Linked DNA regions of Sus scrofa: regions 1 and 2 are each linked to region 3. Evidence: chromatin contacts called from public HiChIP or PLAC-seq and promoter capture Hi-C data. All regions are on one chromosome and are shown on one strand. Each heading gives the region's core, a stretch centred on a gene start, on an enhancer-like site or on the middle of the called end of the contact. The rest is flanking DNA. Distances are from core to core; before and after follow the strand shown.

What was found. Promoter capture Hi-C pulls out the DNA fragments that hold promoters and counts their contacts. HiChIP or PLAC-seq counts read pairs in DNA pulled down with a chosen protein or histone mark.
Region 1: an H3K27ac HiChIP or PLAC-seq map of alveolar macrophages shows a contact between it and region 3. The contact joins the promoter of FBXW2 here to the promoter of CNTRL in region 3. A contact is called at or near these places in 2 of 5 promoter capture datasets (fetal liver and liver) and 2 of 2 datasets of contacts at active chromatin or transcription factors (alveolar macrophages and skeletal muscle).
Region 2: a contact with region 3 is called in a promoter capture Hi-C map of fetal liver, with 2.4 times the contacts expected there. The contact joins the promoter of PSMD5 here to the promoter of CNTRL in region 3. A contact is called at or near these places in 1 of 5 promoter capture datasets (fetal liver) and 1 of 2 datasets of contacts at active chromatin or transcription factors (alveolar macrophages).

What each region holds. Positions count from the first base shown.
Region 1 is chr1:260,838,063-260,842,205 of Sscrofa11.1, reverse strand. It overlaps FBXW2 (F-box/WD repeat-containing protein 2), which reads left to right and starts at 1,979. Exons shown (of 14, transcript XM_021068123.1): 1 at 1,979-2,071; 2 at 2,173-2,281. It overlaps LOC110256163 (a long non-coding RNA gene), which reads right to left and starts at 1,908. Exons shown (of 2, transcript XR_002337433.1): 1 at 1,837-1,908; 2 at 857-1,118.
Region 2 is chr1:260,867,343-260,871,654 of Sscrofa11.1, reverse strand. PSMD5 (26S proteasome non-ATPase regulatory subunit 5) reads left to right here and starts at 2,888. Exons shown (of 10, transcript XM_021068163.1): 1 at 2,888-3,159. The coding sequence starts at 2,987. It overlaps LOC102164650 (protein CutA homolog), which reads right to left and starts at 2,879. Exons shown (of 6, transcript XM_005660390.3): 1 at 2,319-2,879. The coding sequence starts at 2,783.
Region 3 is chr1:261,132,234-261,136,661 of Sscrofa11.1, reverse strand. It overlaps CNTRL (centriolin), which reads right to left and starts at 3,086. Exons shown (of 44, transcript XM_021068196.1): 1 at 2,928-3,086.

The sequences.
Region 1 (4,143 bases), core at 730-3,229, 290 kb after region 3:
AACCTACACCACAGCTCACGGCAACGCCGGATCGTTAACCCGCTGAGCAAGGGCAGGGACCGAACCCGCAACCTCATGGTTCTAGTCGGATTCGTTAACCACTGCGCCACGACGGGAACTCCACTAATTACATTTAAAGTTGGCTATGTATTCCTCAACAACCATCTTGCAATCTTGGAGATTTTTACAAAGTGGGAATATTTATTCTAAAAAAATTAAAATCAGAGGAAATTTTTTCATATACTAATTTGAACAATTAAATAGGTCTTGTTGGAGTTCCCATCATGGCTCAGCAGTACGAACCTGACTAGTAACCATGAGGACATGGGTTCAATCCCTGGCCTCTCTATGGGTTAAGGATCCAGCATTGCTGTGAGCTGTGGTGTAGGTCACAGATGTGGCTCAGATCTGGCATTGCTGTGGCTGTGGTGTAGGCCAGCAGCTACAGCTCCAATTCAACCCCCAGCCTGAGAATTTCCGTATGCCATGGGTGTGGCCTAAAAAGCAAAGAAAAAAAGATAGGTCTTATATTAAACACAAATTCTATTTTGCAATTTTCATTTATTTAGAGCCATATATTTTGTTCCTGGATCTCCTCAGGGCTTGAACTTAGACAACTTGGATTTTTTGTCCATGAGAGGTTCAAATAATATTGTCTCTGGGGCATTTCTGATCTCAGAGAGATAGCAGTGAGTGATGGCTTGAATCGAGATCTTAATTTTCTGCTCAGGAATTGAAGCTGGGCAGCCTAGAGGAAAACCAGGAATCCTAGCCACTAGACCAGCTAGAGGCTAGAAGTAGAATTGCCCTGATTCTTGCCCCCTGTTGAAAGCAAGAATGTTTCAAGGAGGCAAAGACTATAAAAATAGGTGCAAGCTTTATTATTAGAGTCACAGTAAAACATGTGGGAGAGCACACAGAGAAGCAGTTTATTAAGTCAGAAGCAAAGAATTAATACACACCCTAAAGAGAAGTGCAGGTTCGGACATCCCCTGAGGAGGAGCTCGCCAGAGAGGTGATTTAAATCACTTGTGTAGGACAGTTCTTCTGGGTCTTTGTTTTCCTTTGGCCAATTACCTTGTTTCATTTCTCACACACGACCAGATCCAGGGCCCTCCCTGATATGATGAAGTCCAGAGCAAAGGGTTCTGGGATTATATCAAGACTTACTATGGCCTGACACCCCCTCCCTTTTTGACCCTTAGGAATCTTACTGTGCATGTGCAATTGGGGAGCTCTCCCTGACCCCAGGAGTGATTTGAAGTGGTCATCTTATCTTTCTACTCCTGCAGAACTCAGCTCCGGCAATTAACTTTCTCCTTGAAGTGTCAAAGAGAAATAAGGCCCAATTTACTTGGCCTAACAAGTCCCAGCTGTTCTCAGCCCAGGGGCCCATCTACCTCCTACCTCATTTCCACCCGGAATTTTCAATTTGATGCATCAAACTCCTACCATATTGGGGTTGACCATTCGCTACAAATGCTTAGTTTTCTTGATTACCTTAGCACTGCCTTCTCTTTCATAAAGGTTATCCAATCTGTGTACCCATATTTGGACTCCATACTTGGCTTCCACCACAGAGAGTCAACTTTTTATTTCCCATGTTTCAAGTACCTTAGAAGTACTCAGGATGCGTGGAGCCTTGGCTGTGCCCTCACTAAATGGACTGACTACCTTACTGTCTATATGATATATCTATGCCACGCATTGTTTGATTTTGGACACATCTCTTAACTTCTCCCTCTCTCTCTGTAAAGTTATCATAATAAGGAAAAGTGGCTCAGAGTTTAAGATTAGACTGGATGAAAGACATAAACCCGCTGGACAAACACTCACGTGTACAGCTAAGGCAAGCAAACTAGTCCAGGAGCCACAGGTCGAAGCGGCCTTGCGCAAGCTCCACCTCCCTCTACGCGCCTCCGCCCTCCCGCTTCCCCTTTAAGGCGAGGCCGGAAATGCAGCCGCGTCCGCTGGGCGCCGCGGGAGTAGGGACGCGCGGAGATGACGCAGGCAGCACCGGAAGCCGCTCCCCTGTGAGGCTGCGGACCCCGAACGGCGGCCGCTGGTCCAGGTCTGATATGAGGCGGGGCTGGGGCGGAGAGGGGGTTGTCTAGCTCCCGCGCCTCTGCTGACCTGCCCCGCCTCGGGCTGTTTGTCTTTCTCTCCCTGCAGGCGCCATGGCTGCGGAGCGGACCCGGCCGCTGCGAGGCTCTGGCGGCCCGAGCGCGCCTAGTCGGTGTGAACCCGGCGCGAGGTCCCGGGCCCCGGGGCGCTCGCTCAGGTCAGTGCCGCGCGGAACACGGCTTCGGGAGCTGGGGACCTGGGAGCGACGAACGGATTGAAGGGATCTGGAGTTGATTTAGAGATGGAAGGATTAAGTCTCAGAGTGATTGCCTCTTGGTGCCTCAGTTTCCTTAGCTGCGAACTGAGTTAACAATGATGTCCCAGGGCTGCCATGAGTTTGAAAGATGATGAAGTGTAGATAGGTGGTTTATGAAGTATAGAGCGCTGTACTAATGCGAGGGGCTGCGCCATAATTATGCGTATGTTTTAGAAACAGGTGTGTATGTGAGGTGCTGTTTTCAATAAAGATAACAAGGTTCGTGTTAAGTAATGATGGTAACCGGCGTTTCTTGTAAGCTTACAGTGTGCGGGGCACTGTGCTGTTTTACGTGTGTTATCCTGTTTATCCTGTGAATACCGTTGTAGGTAATGCTGTTCCTGGTTACATTTTACAAGTGAGGAAACAGGGCTTGACATAGGTGAAGTGATTTTTCCAGGATCACCCAGCAACAAGTGGAATTGCAGAGCCCTTATTTTAGAAATACTATTTCTTTCTTAAAAAGCTTTAAAAAATTCCTTTTAAAACTGAAGGTGAATTTAAATAGATCGGATATTCACACGGTTTTAAATTTAAAAAGGGACCCTCACTCCTATTCCTCAGCCCTCCACTTTCCTCTGGAAGCAGCTGGTATTACCAGCTTCTTGAATATTCAAAAGGTGTTTTATATATATGTAGGTTTATTTTGTTAACGTTTTCAAAGCTTCTGTGCTCTTAAACTGCTGGTTATGCTGGATAAGAAAAGAGAGGGAAGGTGAAGCTTCCTCTTGAAGGACAACACATGTCTTGCTTTCACTCTTGATTAGGGAGGCCTGGTCCGGAGGCAGGAGAGATAGGCAAATGTATTCATCCTGTATTGTCAAAAATGTTATATATTTAGTAAGACCTAGGGATAGAGGTTTTGTTTTGTGTTGAGAGGGTGGGGGCTGGGCAAGATGCTTCGCCTGCTCCTTCCTGTGGGGACCCTGGGAAATTCACTCTACTTCCTGGGCCATAAATATCCACATTTGTTAGTTAAGCATAGCTCTGATACCTTACATGAGGTCGTGGATATCAAATGGAGTAATATCTGTGAGTAGTATTTTAGTCTTTTAAGCCAGTACAAATATGAGAGTTGCCTAGGAGAATATAAGGGGTTAACCATTTCCAGGTCTCCCATCTCCCAGTTCAGGAATCTTTTCATCATACCAGCTGTTTCAGAGCTTTGTGCTTGTTAATATTGAGGGCAGAAGGGCAAGTTTAATGTTTAGTCTGAAGTGTGGGGGGGGGAGACACCATGGAGTGTGGGGAGGTTGGAGAGAAAATGCACCTGGGGGAAATCATAGCCTCAAGTCAATAACTGCCCTTAATTATAAAATTAAACTCCCAGTAAGTTTGAACAATTGAGCTTTCTTTCGTATATTTTAAGCCATTTTAAGAGAAACTTTGTAGTTTATTATAGAGTTGGAAGGGATGTTAGTAAAGCTTTCCTGCCAGGTATTCACAGTAATAACTAACCAAAAGTGCCATTTGAGTGGGACTCTGTACTAAGCATGTCCCTACTCTTGTTTCTGATTCTCATATCCCTCAAGGTGAGCTGGCTTCCATTTTACAGATGATAAAACTGGAGCACAGAAGTTAGTTGAACATGTTCATGAGCGCATAGAAAGTGGCTGAATCAGTGAAAGATTTGACTGAGTCCAAAACAATTTCATTTACCTCGTGTTTTATATCCAGCTGTCTTTGACTGTTCCCAGTAATGGGAAGCTCACCACTCTGGAGGTGGCTCTTCCGTTATTGGAAAGCTCTGATATTTTAAAAGC
Region 2 (4,312 bases), core at 1,639-4,138, 260 kb after region 3:
ATTATTTAACCTGAGTTTTTTTGGGCGCGGGGGAGGGGGGTAAAGAAGTGCTAATACCTCTTTCACAGACCTCAAGTGAGAGTTAACAGAGGTTAATGGAAAAGTGCCTTACCAAACCTAAGACCATGTCAGCATTTCAAGAGCAGGTGATCTCATGCCAACTACCAAACAAGGTTTACTCAAGAAATCTCCACTTGTGGAAAAAACAGTGTTAGGGAAAATGAGGCTGAGTAGTCCTAAAAAAAAAAAACTTTATAGTCAAAGTTGATTTATTCAAAATAAATCAAGGCTGTAAAATTTTATACCTATTACATTAATAAGAAAGGCCACTGTTAAGGACCATTTTACCTTAGATTCTGAGATGATGTCCCAGAGTTCAGCACAGGACCCCGCACAGATTATGCTCAACAAATGTTTGTCAAGTGATCACATGACATGGATGCGTGACTGGTGATTATAAGGATGGTCATGATGAAGGTAATGTTGGGGTAACAGGGAAGGATGGCAAGAGATGAACTGTTATTTGGAAGAAACCATCTTTATAGTCTTTTCTTGCTTCAACTCAGGCACTTCTACTCTCTCCAGATTCAATTCCAAGATTAGACTCCAAAAGTCCATTTAAGCCTTTGGCAGATTCTTAAGATATGGTAAGTCTCAGAGCCACTCACTACCTGAGGCTCCAAGCTCTTCTGGACACTTCTTACCCTCTTTCTTTCTTTCCTCCTCCTTACTGGATTCAGATCCGGCCTCAAGACTCTTCAGATTCTGTACCATTTTTTTCACACACTTCTTTTTGTTTGTGTCTTCCTTTCTCTTCAACTCTCTGCTTAATTTTGAAGGTTCTTTTGCACCTCTTTATAAGTATACAATTTACTAAAATCTTTTGTAAAAGCCAAACTTCCAGCCAGGAAAGAATCCGTATCAACTGCATCAATGAGGTCTGGCGCCTAGTATAAGACAGTATTTGGTTTCCTTAGGTTCATCTTTATCTCTGGTTCCAGAGATTTGTCTTCTTCCTCATCTACAGATACAGACTGTTATTGCCAAAGCTTGAAACAAGTAGCTCATTAATTTTACTTTCATCGATATCAATGAATTGAAAACCCATCCATTTTGCAGACTGTTTTTCAACCTCTTCATTAGCTCTAGGGAAACATGCATAATCACCAGCATCATCCCAAAGTTTCCACTAGGCTTTATTAAGAGCAGCTGGTTTTTTATCATCCCTCACCTCTTTTATTACTACCAAAGCATCAGCAAGGCTTTTTTTTCAATAGAGTCAGCAAAGTGGTCAAATACACGCTCCGTGCAGAACCTCTTGAAAGCTTCAACTATACCCTGATCCAAGGGCTGAAGATAGTTAGTGCTTTCCAGAGGGAGAAACACAATATCAACATTAGAATGAACAAAGAATATGAGTCTAGGTAATTGGGACACCGGTCCAAAGTTAGCAACACTGAATTCAAGATTTTTTTCTGGGGTGTTCCTGTTGTGGCTCAGCAGAAATGAACCCAGCTAGTATCCATGAGAATGCGGCTTCAATCTCTGGCCTCGTTCAGTGGGTTAAAGATCTGGCTTGCCATGTGGTGTAGGTCGCAGACCCAGCTCGGATCCTACATGGCTGTGGGGAGGCTGGCAGCTGCAGCTCCGATGTGACCCCTAGCCTGGGAACTTCCATATGGCGCACCTGTGGCCCTAAAAAAGATTTTTTTTTGTTAAATAATTCCAGGTTCGATGAGTAAGACAATTAGGAAACCAATCCAAAATGATGACAGCTGTTAAAGATACTGTTAGTGACCGCCAGAAAACAGGAAGGCGTTTATTTTTTTCCACAAGACAAGTAGGATTAGGATCTTCATAAAGCAGCAACGATTTTTATCATTTTCTCACCTGCATCGATGGCACAAAAAATGAGGGAAAATCTATCCTTAGCTTCCTCTAAACTTTCCGGATTTTTGTTTCTTTCCCCAAAAACACACGAAGGAAAGCACTTTCAAAACAGGCTCATCTCCTTGGCGTTGAAGACCTACTGAGACACAAAGCCTCCGGCTCCCCTCAGTTTCTGGAGTTGCTTGGAATACATGAGAGCCGACTGGGTATTTAACGGTTCTTCCTCCCCCACCAACTTCGAATTTCTCAGACTACAGCCACTTCCCCACTTCTCAAACCATCCCTTGTACGCTGAAAACTTCTCTGGGTTGCCCCCGCAGCTGGCCTTCGGCGTCAGAGACCGGCCCCCTTTGGTCTAATCCTACACCCAAAAGATTAACGCAAGTCTCCATCTTCTCAATGTTTACGACACGGGGAATGCACAGCACCTGGAGTAGATGGCGAAATATGCTGGCCCTGATGGCCTTCTCGTTTTGCTTCAGGATCCGTGTGGTTGCCTGACTGACGCCCAAAGGGCGCCCCACGCCGCCTTTACTCACGCCTTCCTCCAGGTTATCGAGAATTTTCATTTCGTCTTCCAGAGCCATGACCCTCCGCCTCCTCTTAAAACGTCTTTGGCCCGGGAGCAGTACGCCCATCCCTCCGCTCGGCCTAAGACGCTGCTCAAGCTGCAGCGGCCTCCACTTTAACCACTGCTGAGAGCCTGGCTTTAGAGCCGGGGGACGCCCGCAGGGCCGTTTAACCTTCGGTTGGTCCTCATTCTCCCTACTCCGCTTGCGGGGCACTTCCTCTGCCTTCCCTCTCGGTGGGAAAGAAGCAAACAGACCGCAGCATCGGACTGTGGAACTAACAGAGCCGTAGCCAAGATGACACCCCGCGCGACCCCGTAACATCAGCGACCCCAATGGGTCCTGGTCTCGCGAGGCTTAGCAGCCCCTGAGCGCGCGCGGCCGCCAACTCTGAAATGCTATTGGCTCGCCCTGGCTGGTCCCAGTCCTGCCAAAACTCAGGGAACAGAGGCTGCGCCAGGCGGATCTCGCGAGGTTCGGGAAAATGCGCCGGGAAGAGGGCCGGCACATAGGCGGGAGGGGGCAAGATGGCGGCCCAGGTGCTGGCGCTCCTGAGGGAGGTGTCGCGGCTGGAGGCGCCGCTGGAGGAGCTGCGCGCTCTGCAATCGGTGCTGCAGTCGGTGCCACTCAGCGAGCTCCGTGAGCATGCTGCGGAACTGCACCTCGGTCCGCTTTTCTCCCTGCTCAACGAGAACCATCGGTGAGAGGATCCTTCTACTTGAGAAGGGGAGAGTGACACCCCCAGTTATGGAGACAGGGATGGCGTGGTAGCGGGGGAGGCTTTTCCCAGTCTCAGAGAAGGTTGAATTTAGCTGAAATTTCAGAGAGGGGAGGATTCTGGGCTGAAAAGCGAAAGACAGTGTTCAAGTCCAGGCTCTGAGGTGTGCCCCTGGCAGTCGCTTGCCAGGGAGGACTCCACAATCCTATATCGAAGTCCTTGACTTTTCTCCTCCTCTTAAGAAGGGGTACTATCCTGGCAATTTGACCGGATCCATCAATATTTTAAACTCATACCTTTTGATCCAGTAATTCCTGTTATAGAAATTTAACGTAGAGGTATGCTCGCACACAAAATGTACTTTCATGATAGAAGGTGACAGCAAAACAAAAAAAAAAACCTAGGAACAACCTGAATATCCAATAAAAGGGGATTCTTAAATTGATGATACGTGACTATGTAATGCTATGAAGCTATTAGAAAAACTGAGGCAGATCCAGTATGTGGACATGGAAAGATCTCTAATATATGTTGCTGAATAAAAAGAAGAAAATTGAAGCCTTTATGATCTCATTATGTGTAATTTTAGAAAAGGATTACAGGAGTTTCCTGGTGGCTCAGCAGGTTAGGGATTCCACATTGTCACTGCATTGGCTCTAGTTACTCCTGTGGCACAGGTTTGATTCCTGGTCTGGTAACTTCTGAATGCCGGAAGGTGCAGCCAAAAAGGGGGGGTGGGGGCGGTTACAACCCTCCTACACCCTTGTGAACACAGGCCAGTGTAACATTAAGAGTATCTGAAACTATTAACATACAAGTGCAACTTTGAATGGTAGGTTGGCAACTATTTTCATTTTATGTACATCTGTAGTGTTTGATTTTAAACACTTTGTATTTGATCATCTGATAACTTAAAAGACTTTTGAAATGTTTGTGATCCAGAAATTGTAAAAGAGCTTTTCTTCTGGAAGAGAATGAAGCACTGGATCAACACTGGGTGATTTCAGAGGGTTTTCTTGGCTCTGACCTTCTAAAAGTCCTCCCTTTTCATATGTGTTCTCCCTCTGTTAATTTCTCTTAGTTAACATTCAAGTCTGCCTGTGCAATGTCTCTGTCCATTTTAATTCAGGCCCTC
Region 3 (4,428 bases), core at 1,837-4,336:
GCCACAGCAGAGACAATGCCGGATCCTTAACCCACTGCACCACAGTGGGAACTCCCTATTTTTAAAAGATTCTTGGTTAATAAATGCACATCCTATATTTTATGCACTGAAATTATTTTATATTCTGCATCTTAGTCCTATCTCTAAATTCTTACAATACTGAACCATCCTGAATTCCTCTCAGAACATCCTAAAGACCAAGACTCCTTGGACCTCATTAGAGTATCATGAGGTCCTTTGTTACTTCTCCTGATTGGAAAAACTCTGCCTTACTCAGAGTTAAAAAATACATATATTAGAATGGATTCCAGAAAGCTAAATCCACTCCTTCTTTTAATGAACTGTAACATGCAAGATTAAGTGACGGTTCCAAAGTCATAATACATTCTCAGATGCCCTCCCTGGGTTGCCATAGCTCCTGTAAAGCCTGGACGTATGTAGAATAGCTATGTCGGTGAAACGGGCTTAGGGATTTACCATGCATGAGAAAAGTCGGCATTATTTCAGAGACTATCACTTGGCAATAGTGAGCTCTCTCTCCCCCCCGCCCCCTTTTAGGGCCACATCTGCGGAACAAGCAAGTTCCCAGGCTAAGGGTTGAATCAGAGCTGCAGCTGCCAGCCTATACCACAGCCACAGCACCACCAGATCTGAGCCGCATCTGTGACCTAAACGCAGCTCATAGCAATACTGGATCCTTAACCCACTGAGAGAGGCCAGGAATTGAACATGCATCCTCATGGATACTAGTTGGGTTCTTAACCTGCTGAGCCATGACAGGAATTCCGTGGTAGCAGTAAACTCTTGAACCACAATTTTAAGGGAGAGATGGGGATGTTGTTTGACCTAAGGTTGTAGTTTGCAACCATATAAACAAAGACAAGCAAAGACAGAGCTGAGACGGAGTGTGTAAAGGGGCAGGATAAAGAGAAAACAAAACAAGCAAAACAAGTCCAAAGCCGGAGATGCATTTTGAAGGCCCAGAAGGTAGTGTGAAGAGTAAGAGAAATCCATTGGAATGACGTGATTATCAGAATCATATGACCAGGCATTCTGTCATTCTCAGACTCAGATATTTGCCCTGATCTAAAAATTCCTTTCATCACAACTCAGCAGAGACCACACCTCCATCTCTACCCAGCCTTTCCTAACATTCCTAACTTTCCATCTTCTTCTCTGATCTTTTCCAAATAAAGCAGACCTCAATAATCCTCAAACCTTCCATCTCTCTTCCTGGCCACTCCAATATGCAAATATCCATCCCCATTTCTTCACTTCCATATCCCTCTCTACTGCATCCCTTAGCCCTTTAATCAGATCTCAGTACATTCCCTGCAATTCTACTTCATCCCATACCCTCGACCCCATCTAAATACTCTTACTCTCCTTCACTAGTCCTTTCAAATATCCTTAGTTCCCATTTCTTTCCAAAGGCAATTCTCCCACCTTGTGCTCATCAGCCTCTGCCTCCCATCCTTCCTCTCATTCTGATTGCCAAGTTCTCCCACAAATTCTGTTCCAATTCCCTATCACTGTATTAGTCTCCTCCATTTCTCTATAGCTCTTCCCAGTACCCTGCCTCCACACTTCTATATCCATCTTGAGTTCCTACACTGCTCATCAGAGCAAATATTCTAACATCCTAATCCATTCCAATTCTCTGACTTCTAATTATTCCTTCTTCAAACCTCTACCCTTTCCTCTTCATCTCAACCCAAGTGCCTGTCTACCTGCCCTTCCCTTCCAACACTTCGACAGCTGTGTCCTCCTCCATTCTGTTAACATCCTGATGTCCCCTCTCACAACTCTCCCCATTCTACTTAGGTGCCCCAACTCCAAGCTTCCCTTCTCTATTATTTACTCAGTCATTCAATTTTATTTAACAACTTTTATGCACCAGGAACTGTGAGGCTCTAAGAATACAGGGCTGAGATGGTAGGGTTTCTACACTCAAGATGCACAATTGTATTTTATCTCCCTATTATACATGGTCTCTGCATCGAAGAGTATCCTTTATAACAGCTTACAATTAGAATTAAATGATTATTTGTGAAACAACTTGATTACTGCTTGTTTCTTCTAGAGTTTAAGCTGTAAGAGAGTAGGGACTTAAGGCAAACGAGTTTCATCACTTAGAAAATGGGGACAAAAACCTCATGCAAGTTATTTTAAATTCTAATACATGCAAAGGACTTAGAACTGAATTCGGCACACAGTGTACACTCAAAAGTAATTAGCAATTATTCTTTTTTATTATTACTCAATGAATTTATCACATTTGTAGTTGTTAGCAATTATTCTTATAAGTGAGAAAACATTTGCTCAGGAAGGTTAAGATGCCCAGTCACAGAGCCGGTAACACAAGGTGGCAGAATCAAGACTTGAAGTCAAGTTTTGACTTCAAAATGCACCTGTTCCATAACCGTTATACAACAAAGTATTTGCTCTTCCTCTTCTTTTTAACATTTCTTCCCAGTATCCTAATTTTTGTTTTTATACATGTACCATATTCTGCCCAATCCCATGACGACCGTCAGGATACCCAAACCATCCTGCGTCTCTGTCACTCCCCAGCCCCTCCCTCCTCCTCTCGGTGGCCGGACCCCACCTTTCTCAGCGCTGCACCCCAGCGTTCACACTTCCCCACACTCCAGTCCTCCAGCCCAGCTGTCCCCGCACCCCCCGCCGCCCGCACCCCCCGCACCCCCCACCGCTGACCTCACTTCTCAACCAAACCTCCCTCCATCATCCTCCTCCCCACGCCCGTTCCGGGCCCTCCCCTCCTTTCCATCCAATCCCAACTCCCAGGCATACGCCCCCGCCGTGAATCCATCCCGCGCTTGGTCCAGGCCTTCCAGCCTTTGCCGCCGGCCCCCACGGCTCCGTACGGATGCCGGAGAACGGCCTTGACCAGGCCTGGCACTCACCACTGAGGAGCCAGGTGGAGTGGGATCGCTGGACGAGACCGGGCGGAGACACGCAAGTCGTTCCCTTCAGGCGCCCAGCAGCGCGGCGGCCATTTTCTTGTGTTGTGCCGGTTGCTGTGGGGCTGTGCGCGCGGCGTGGGCGGGGCCTGATACGACCACGCCCCTCCTCGGAGCTGGGGGTGGGGCTGGGCTTCCCGCCGTCTAGACCGCCGGCGCGCAAAGGCGCGCGGGAACCCGTGAGGGGCCAGGTTTCCTGCGGCTCCTCCGCCCAGCGGCGGACGCCTCACGCCTCGCTCCTCGAAGGCTGGGCCTCAGGACTGCCTGAGGCACCATTGTAGTCCTGTCACCAAGCTCCCGCACTTACGAGGCTGCCCGTCTGGCCTCTCAGCACGCTCCTCCTTTGCACAGCGCATTTCTAAGGTGAATTTTCTTCTTCAGGGACCAAACTGGCCGGACGTGGATGAACCGCTGAGCGAAAGTAGCTTGGGCGCCAGCTGCCACCCGGTTAAGGGAGGGAGAGCAGCCTGGGTGGAAGCTTTGGCAGAGAATGTTCCTCTGGTTGTGCCAGGGAAGCCGAAGCAAGAAGCAGTTGAAGAAACTTCGATTGGGGCTTGCCTGAAAGGGCTGCGTTTCACCATGTATATTCAACAGATAGTTTAAGAGAATTGAGCGGATACTGCGCCGGATGCCAGGGAAATATACAGCGACTTCTTTCAAAAGACCAAGGACACTTTCCTGCGCTCCAGCCTCCCATTTCCAAGCTGGTACCCTGGACAGTGACAGCATCCGCGGTCACACCATCCCCGGAAATCACCAATGCAAGCATTACCTCTCCTTTACCATAATTCTCCAATCTTTTTTGGGGTTTTCTTTTCTTTCTTCCTTCCTCCCTCCCTCCCCCCACCCCGTCTTTTTTTCGTCTTTTTAGGGCTGCCCCCCTGCAGCATATGGAAGTTCCCAGGCTGAGGGTTGAATCAGAGCTTCAGCTGCTGGTCTACGCCACAGCAGCAGCAACTCCAGATCTGAGCCTCATCTGTGACTTATACAGCAGCTCACAGCAATGACAGATCCTTAACCCACTGAGCGAGGTCAGGGATTGAACCCGTGCCCTCATGGATACTAGTCAAGTTCCTTATGGCTGGGCCGCAAGGGGAACTCTCATAATTCTCCATTTTTAACAGCTTGCTTGCTAGAAAGACCTCGAGATAGTACAGTTAATTCTCTTCGTTGTGACCTCCAATTCCTTGTTCTTACCATTTTCTCACAATCAGTTCTTCCATTCTTCGCCAGACAGTTCATTGTCCATCTGTGTAACACTATTTTAGGAGTTTTCTCTATCTGAGCTCAGTTTCCTCATCTAGGAAATGGGATAATTCTACCTACTTCCGATAGTTACCCTGGTAATTATAAAAGTTCTTTCAGGTGAAAGAACTTAGAACTGTTCTAAGTATTTTCACATGCCCTGTAATAAGTTCTCAGTATGTTTTAGCTATTTTAATAT